Regions from separate parts of the Mus musculus genome. Here region 2 is linked to region 1. A link is a contact called in public capture Hi-C data. All regions are on one chromosome and are shown on one strand. Each heading gives the region's core, a stretch centred on a gene start, on an enhancer-like site or on the middle of the called end of the contact. The rest is flanking DNA. Distances are from core to core; before and after follow the strand shown. Region 1 holds the start of Chek1 (checkpoint kinase 1). Region 2 holds the start of Tirap (toll-interleukin 1 receptor (TIR) domain-containing adaptor protein).

The links. Capture Hi-C pulls out chosen DNA fragments and counts their contacts.
Region 2: a capture Hi-C map of embryonic stem cells shows a contact between it and region 1, with 6 times the contacts expected there. The contact joins the promoter of Tirap here to the promoter of Chek1 in region 1. A contact is called at or near these places in 2 of 39 promoter capture datasets (the C10 cell line and cranial neural crest), 1 of 484 Hi-C or Micro-C datasets (CD8 T cells), 7 of 115 datasets of contacts at active chromatin or transcription factors (embryonic stem cells, large pre-B cells, pancreatic cancer cells and 1 more) and 1 of 9 other capture datasets (embryonic stem cells).

The regions. Positions count from the first base shown.
Region 1 is chr9:36,724,951-36,728,450 of GRCm38.p6, reverse strand. Chek1 (checkpoint kinase 1) reads left to right here and starts at 1,793. Exons shown (of 13, transcript NM_007691.5): 1 at 1,793-1,888; 2 at 2,573-2,654. The coding sequence starts at 2,590.
Region 2 is chr9:35,198,685-35,202,055 of GRCm38.p6, reverse strand. Tirap (toll-interleukin 1 receptor (TIR) domain-containing adaptor protein) reads left to right here and starts at 2,091. Exons shown (of 7, transcript NM_054096.2): 1 at 2,091-2,199; 2 at 2,737-2,845.

The DNA of each region.
Region 1 (3,500 bases), core at 544-3,043:
AGTTACTCCTCTGTGTCTGAACAGTTTTCTTTTAATCGATTCAGACACATTAGGTGTTTTGAGACAGTATTTAATTTATTCCAGGTTATCTTTGAGCTTTCTATATAACCAATGTGAACCTGAACTGGTCTTCCTACATTCACCTCCCTGTTGTTGGTATAGGTGTACACACAAACACATAAACACACACACACACACACACACACACACACACACATATACACACTCTTCTCCAAGTCAGAACTCTGATACTGTGTCTTTTCCAGGAAATAAGACATTGATTCCATTTAAGACTAGAGGAACCTAGATTCCATTTAAGAGCACTTGGGAGGCAGAGGCAGGTGAATTTCTGAGTTCGAGGCCAGCCGGTCTACAGAGTGAGTTCCAGGACAGCCAGGGCTACACAGAGAAACCCTGTCTCAAAAAACCAAAAAAAAAAAAAAAAAAAAAAGACTAAATCAACCTCTTGTAGATTTCAGAATATACACAGGAAATCACAAAGAAATGGAAATAATCTAATAGCTTGTTTTTAATTACACGAACCCTAAACTGATAACATGGTTTAAGTTTAAACATTTCCAGGTTAGATTTCATGGAGTTGGAGATGTAGCTCAGAGGCAATGCACTTGACTAGCCAGCACATGGTTTCATTGTTTCCTTATTTTTTGTATCCAAGTCCCTTTTCTTAGAATTGACATTTCTCTATTATGAGACTTTTGTATGCTTGGCAGGCATTCTACCATTATGCCATAAGTCTAGCCTAGTTAAGGAATATTGATTGTGCTCCCCAACCCACCTCCTTTTTTTTTTTTAGATAAGATCACACACACTCACACACCCTTGGCTCAGGCTGACCAACCTGAATCACTTTCCCTGGCTCAACCTCCCTAGACTGAGGTTATAGATGAGTCACCATTAAGTCTACTTTGCTGTTTGTTTTTTCTTGAAAGCGAGCATCTTGGTTGGGTATCTCCTGCTTTATCTCTATAGTGTGGTGGGCCACCGTGCTTGTTTAAGAAAGCTAGTACAGGCAAATAGTCGTGTGTCCCCCCCCCCCCAAAAAAAAAAAAAAGATTTAACTGGTTCTGGAGCCTCCTGTTCAGGCAATATTGGTGACTCTCACTGCACTTTCCCCTCACACATCCGCGGCGATGTGGTTTTTTTTCCCCTTCGTTTTTTTTTTTTTTTTTTTGGTAAGACTAACCCTGTATAACTCGGATTGCCTTGAACTCAAGATCTTCTTGCTTACGCTTCCCAAGTTCTAGGTCTACAAGCATGCACCACCACACTTGCTTTCCTTCGTTTTTTTTTTTTTTTTTTTTCAGAATTCCAGCAGCAGTTGCTAGCTTCTCAATTCGAATACTAAGGGGGGCACAATTGAGTTTACAGAGCACTCTGTGTCGCTTAGTTTGAGCCTTCCTCCCTGGGGCTCCGAGGTCAAGAGCAGGTCGGTTTACGTACTTAACGGTGCAGCCTTTGCAGGCTCTGAGTGGCAGGGAACCTGGGTTCTTGGCCCAACTGGTGGCGCAGTCTGGATGGAGGCTTCGGTGCCTCTGTGGAGCAACGTAAGGCGTGGCACACGCCCCGTGCCATTTCCATTTCATTCGGACTCAGAGATCAGTTCTCACCAAAGCAGTCGTCAATACCAAATCTGGTCAGCTTGTGTCTTAACTACGGCCACATCAGAATTTCAGCCAGTATTAGAAGGAAGGGTCCTTGCGCGGTCGGTCTACTGAAGTCGCTCCTCTGCAGAGCCTGGGATAGGACAACGCGCGCCGGCCCGCTTTACGGCAGAGGTGTGCGCTTTTGCGACAGCATGACGCAAGCAGGTTTTGGCGGGAAAAGCTGTGCATTTGGATTCCTGTGGCAGCTGGCAAAGGACTGCTTGGTGAGAAGGGCGTCCTGAACAGTGGGAAAGAACTCCAGCAAAGGACCCAGAGGGCTTGTTTAGTGTGGACGGGCGCGGGGAGGGAGTGGTCCAGACTAGCAGAGAGGTGGGAGGGCCGCCCGGAGCCCGGGCTGGAGCGGGTGGCCCGTGGCTCTCCAGCATAAAGGGACCAGAGCGATTGTAAGGCTCCGGGGTTCGCATGCTTTCCCGGCTCTAGGGGTCCCTGCCTCCCGCTTCTCTCCGCGGCTTGGCCCCGCCCTGTTCCCTCCCGGTGCTGGGGACACGTGCCGTTGGGGTGGGAATTGGAAGTGAGCGGGTGGGAGGAGGGGCTGCTCTGGCAGTAATTACCGTAGTTACACCCAGCTGCTCCCCACCCCCGCACCCTGACCTGCCCGCAACTCCCTTTCCGGATCATTCACCCGAAAGCTCTTGTCTTGCAACCCTGGAGCCAAGCAAGTGCTCAGTTTTGCATAAAGGCGGACGGAGGACAAACGTGGAAACAGGATTTGTGATAAACAGGACAAAATGTTCAAGTTCAGTATTATGACGTGGGTAAATATGGTTCAGATGTAAGATGAAAAGAAAGTCGTGCGGAATCATAGCAGGAGACATGGCTCAGTGGCATTACAGGTGATGAGAGTTTACACTCATCCCCAGTATTTTCTGGGATCCTGCATTTTACAGTCGCTGTGCTTGGAGTCATGGCAGTGCCTTTTGTGGAAGACTGGGATTTGGTGCAAACTTTGGGAGAAGGTGCCTATGGAGAGTAAGTTTGAGTCCTCATTTTAATTTTTTATTGCAGTGTGTGTCTGTCTGTCTGTCTGTCTGTCTGTCGTGCTATGGTGCGTGCACCTGTGGAGGTCAGAAGACAACTTGCAGGAGCTGGTTCTGTTGAAGGTTTGGAGGGATCATTAGGCCTGACAGCAAGAGGCTTAACCTGCCTGGCCATTACCATGGTCTTCCTAATTTAAATATTACCTGTTTGTTTGCTTTAGTTTTCCACCTGTTGTCTGAGTACACACTTTAAAAAAAGTCCTTTATTTCAAGTGGCAAAGAGCATGGATATTCGCATTTGTACATCAAGGCTCTGAGTGAGTGAAGCACATCCACACCTGTTCCTCCTCTTTTGTGATGGTAGACATTGAACCTAGTGCATCACTCATGCTGGGCTTATGCTCTGCCATGAGCTACATTTCTAGGCCTGTAAAACACCAAATTTCTTCTTACATTTGTTTTTGTTCAGATCAAAATCTTGTTAAATTGCCTAGGTTGGCCTTGAACTTGTACACTGTAGCCTCCCAGGTAGGTATGACAAGCCTGTGCTTGACGGTCCAATTTCTTTTCTTTCTTTTTTTTTTTTAATTTTACTTTTATAAAATTTTCTTTTATAAAAGAATTGTTTTCCTAACAAATCATGTGTCTTAGAATTTTAAATGAGATAATGAAAAGACCCTGGCGGCATCCTGCCTAATTTCAGATCTCCACACTCAGCTGATCCTGGTTGTATTTGTGTTCTTTTTTTTTTTTTTTTGGTTTTTTGAGACAGGGTTTCTCTGTATAGCCCTGGCTGTCCTGGAGCTCACTTTGTAGACCAGGCTGGCCTCGAACTCAG
Region 2 (3,371 bases), core at 842-3,341, 1.5 Mb after region 1:
CAGGGGAATTGCCTGGAACCTCAAGAGCCAGCCAGCCTGGAGTACATAGGATGGTGGAGACAAGAGATATCCTACCTCAACAAGGTAGAAGAGAACCAACTCCCAAAAGCTGCCCTCTGACCTACACACATGCAATAATAATGTGTAAAATCTTTATTTCATTTGTGCGTGTATGCTGGGGGTGGGGGCAGATGACAAGGGAGTCCTTCCCTCAAGCTGGAGTTACATACAACTGTGAGCCACTGGATATGGGTGCTGGGCATCAACTCAGGTCCTCTGGGTGGGCAGGTACTCCAGCCTCAGTTTCTTGGCCAGGTAGAGTGGCCCAAGCCTTTAATCCCAGAACTTAGAGGCAGGAAGATGAAAAAAAAATTCATTCATTTTAATTACAAGTTTGAAGCTAGCCTAGGCTATTGGGGAGGAAATCTTTCCTTACAGGATGCAAAAATGAACCTGGCTGGAAGAGAGGCAGTTTTCACAAGCACAGCTGGGCAGAGGCCAAAGGGAGAAGCAGAGATGTCCTCGCCAAGGAGCCATCCACCAAGTGTGAGCAACTGCTGGGTGTCCAGCTGCTGGGGGTTGGGGTGGAGGGTGGGTGTGAGACAGCTCTTTCCCAAAAGCTTTTATCCCTAACAGGATAAGAAATGGTTTATTCGGGGCTGGTGAGATGGCTCAGTGGGTAAGAGCACCCGACTGCTCTTCTGAAGGTCCAGAGTTCAAATCCCAGCAACCACATGGTGGCTCACAACCATCCGTAACGAAATCTGACTCCCTCTTCTGGAGTGTCTGAAGACAGCGACAGTGTGCTTACATAAATAAATAAATAAATAAATAAATAAATAAAATCTTTTAAAAAAAAAAGGGTTTAGATATGCTAAAAAAAAAAAAAAAAAAAAAAAGAAATGGTTTATTCTTGAGCCATACCTGAGTGACCACGTCCCAGGAATATAGATTTAGGTTATCCTAAACTGCATGTTTCAGTGTGGAAGGAGCTTCACAACGTTTTAAATTGTTACAGAACAAAGTCATAAATCAAGCCAAGTTTAAAATACATTGTCGGGCACATCGCAGAGGCAGTACAGCAAGACTGGGGCTGGGGAGACCTTTGCTGTAGGACTCAGGTGTTATCTGATGATAGCTTTCGGGTTGGGCAGCTAGGGATCTGCTCAAGGTATGGCTGGCCGATCCGTGGGGTTTAGAGCTAGCTGAGCCTCCGGACAGGCAATATTCCTATCTCTCCAACTCACTGCAGTTCTAATCAGTAAGTCAGCCTTTGCAGACACAATTGCTTTCCAGGAATTCTTATGAATATTCATCTCTCACAACACCAGCATCCAGAGAATGTAATTTTGATGAGTAAACCTAGAAAGATCATTCATGAACAGCGCCACGGCATCAACTGCCTCCCTCTGAACAAGTTACAGGTTGGCTTGGCTGGAGAGAAAAAGAAATCAAGAGTGGGCTAATAAGGCCTTACACCAGCCCATTCTACTCCTGCCACCTGCAGTATTTCATGTGAGTTGGTTTTAGGTTGGTGTTTTAATAACAATATTCCCTTGGCGTTTCACAAAGCTCACAGCAGGAACTCTAAGAAGTGGAGGCAGAGGACTTAAATATTTCATCAGGGCTTACCAACACTTTGCCCAGCCACCCTTTTTTTGCAGTTATTTTGGTACCCTTGGAAATGCAGTTGAAATGCCATTAGGAAATCCCTGCCCTGAAGGCCAGCACTTTTGGCCAGACTGATTCCAGCCTGTGGGCAGCAACCTTAATGGGACCCATATCCCAGTAAAAGAACGGACCTCCCAGGGGCTAGCCGGCTTCTTTGTCCACTTAACCTACCTTACTTAAGGGGATGAAAGTCTCATTTTCCCCAACCGTGCGAAAGAAGGTAAGGTCTGCACCTCCCTTTCTGGAGTTTTCTCCTCGTCCCTTTGCCCTCACACAAGACAAACCGCGGCTCAGGGCTTCACGGCAGCCTCAGGGAGCTCGGGTGTCTGGGTTCAGCCTCGGGTCGTAACCAGGCAGCTGGGAATCTTGAGCGACGCGGACTGGCGAGCGCCCCCTAGGGTCCGGCCGGCGGGTGTGGGCAGGAGAGTGGCTAGTGCGGGCGGGAGGGCCGTGGCCGAGGAGCTTCCGGGAGCCGGGGCGCGGGCACTTCCCGGACGAGTCTGCAACCCGCAGCGTGGAGCCGCGTAGGTGAGCGGGCGGCGGGGACGCGGGGCGGTGGGCGGACGGGCCCTGCCGAGTCAGCCCTTTCCCCGGGACAACGCTCCCCTGATCCGCCCCTTCCAATCTGGGGTCCAGCACTCCCCCGAAAGCCGCCACCTTTCTGTGGCACCGATGCCAGCATGGAGCTGTTAGTCCGGCTGGGCTTCAAGCAGTCCGGCCACATCAAGTGGCTCTCCCTAGCTCCCTGAAGTCTCTGCCCTGTCATAACCTGGCCCCTCTGGGCTTGACTTTGTGGCAAAGTTCTGCATTAGTGTCACTTTATTTAAAGTTAAGAACCCACTGGGCGTTGCTATCACGGTCATTTAACGGGCATCCACCAGGGATTACTACAGTGCCAAGTACCAGAGGGACTAGGGGAGTAGGAACAGTTCGGTCCTTAGGTCAGACACTGGCTGGCAGGTAAACCAGAAACCCGAGAAGCGCAACTAGAGAAGGAAGTAGGGAGTTCTCCATCGGACAGACCTACCCAGGAATGACTCAGAGGAAGCCTTGCTTTGTTTTCAGACTTTAAGAAACAATATCAACCAGCATACCGAAACACAGATCCCGAGTCCTACCAAGCCACTTTTCACAGGCTTTCTTGTGTAACCTGCATCCAGAACAGTAAGTCTATGTACGTACATATGCTGCTTGATGTATAACATCATGTCGAAAAGGTGGACTGTGGACTGGTCATCCGATTTACTGAACATGGTTGTTTTCAGCTTTGGCCTGTTTTGAGTTTGTGTGACTTTTGTACCTTTGCTCAGTTTGATAGTGTGCAGTAGCTTTCTAAAACAGTTGTGTTTGGGGCCAGAGCAGAGGCTCGGTGGTTAAGAGCACTGGCTGCTGTTTCAGAGGACCCTAGTTGAATCTCCTCACCCACATAGTGGCTCACAAACATCTCTGTCACAAACTCTGGTTCCGGATGACCCAATGCCCTCTCTGGCCTCTACAGGCACATGGCATGAAAGTGATATATAGACACACACACACACACACAGGCAAAACATCCATGCACAGAAACGAACATTTTCTAAGCTAAAAATAAAAACTGTGCTTGCTGGCTATCACAGCAGACACCTGTGATCCCAGCACGCTGGTGGAGGTGAGAAGAGGTAAGTTCAGGGCCAGCCTGGGCTATCAAACCCTATCTCAAA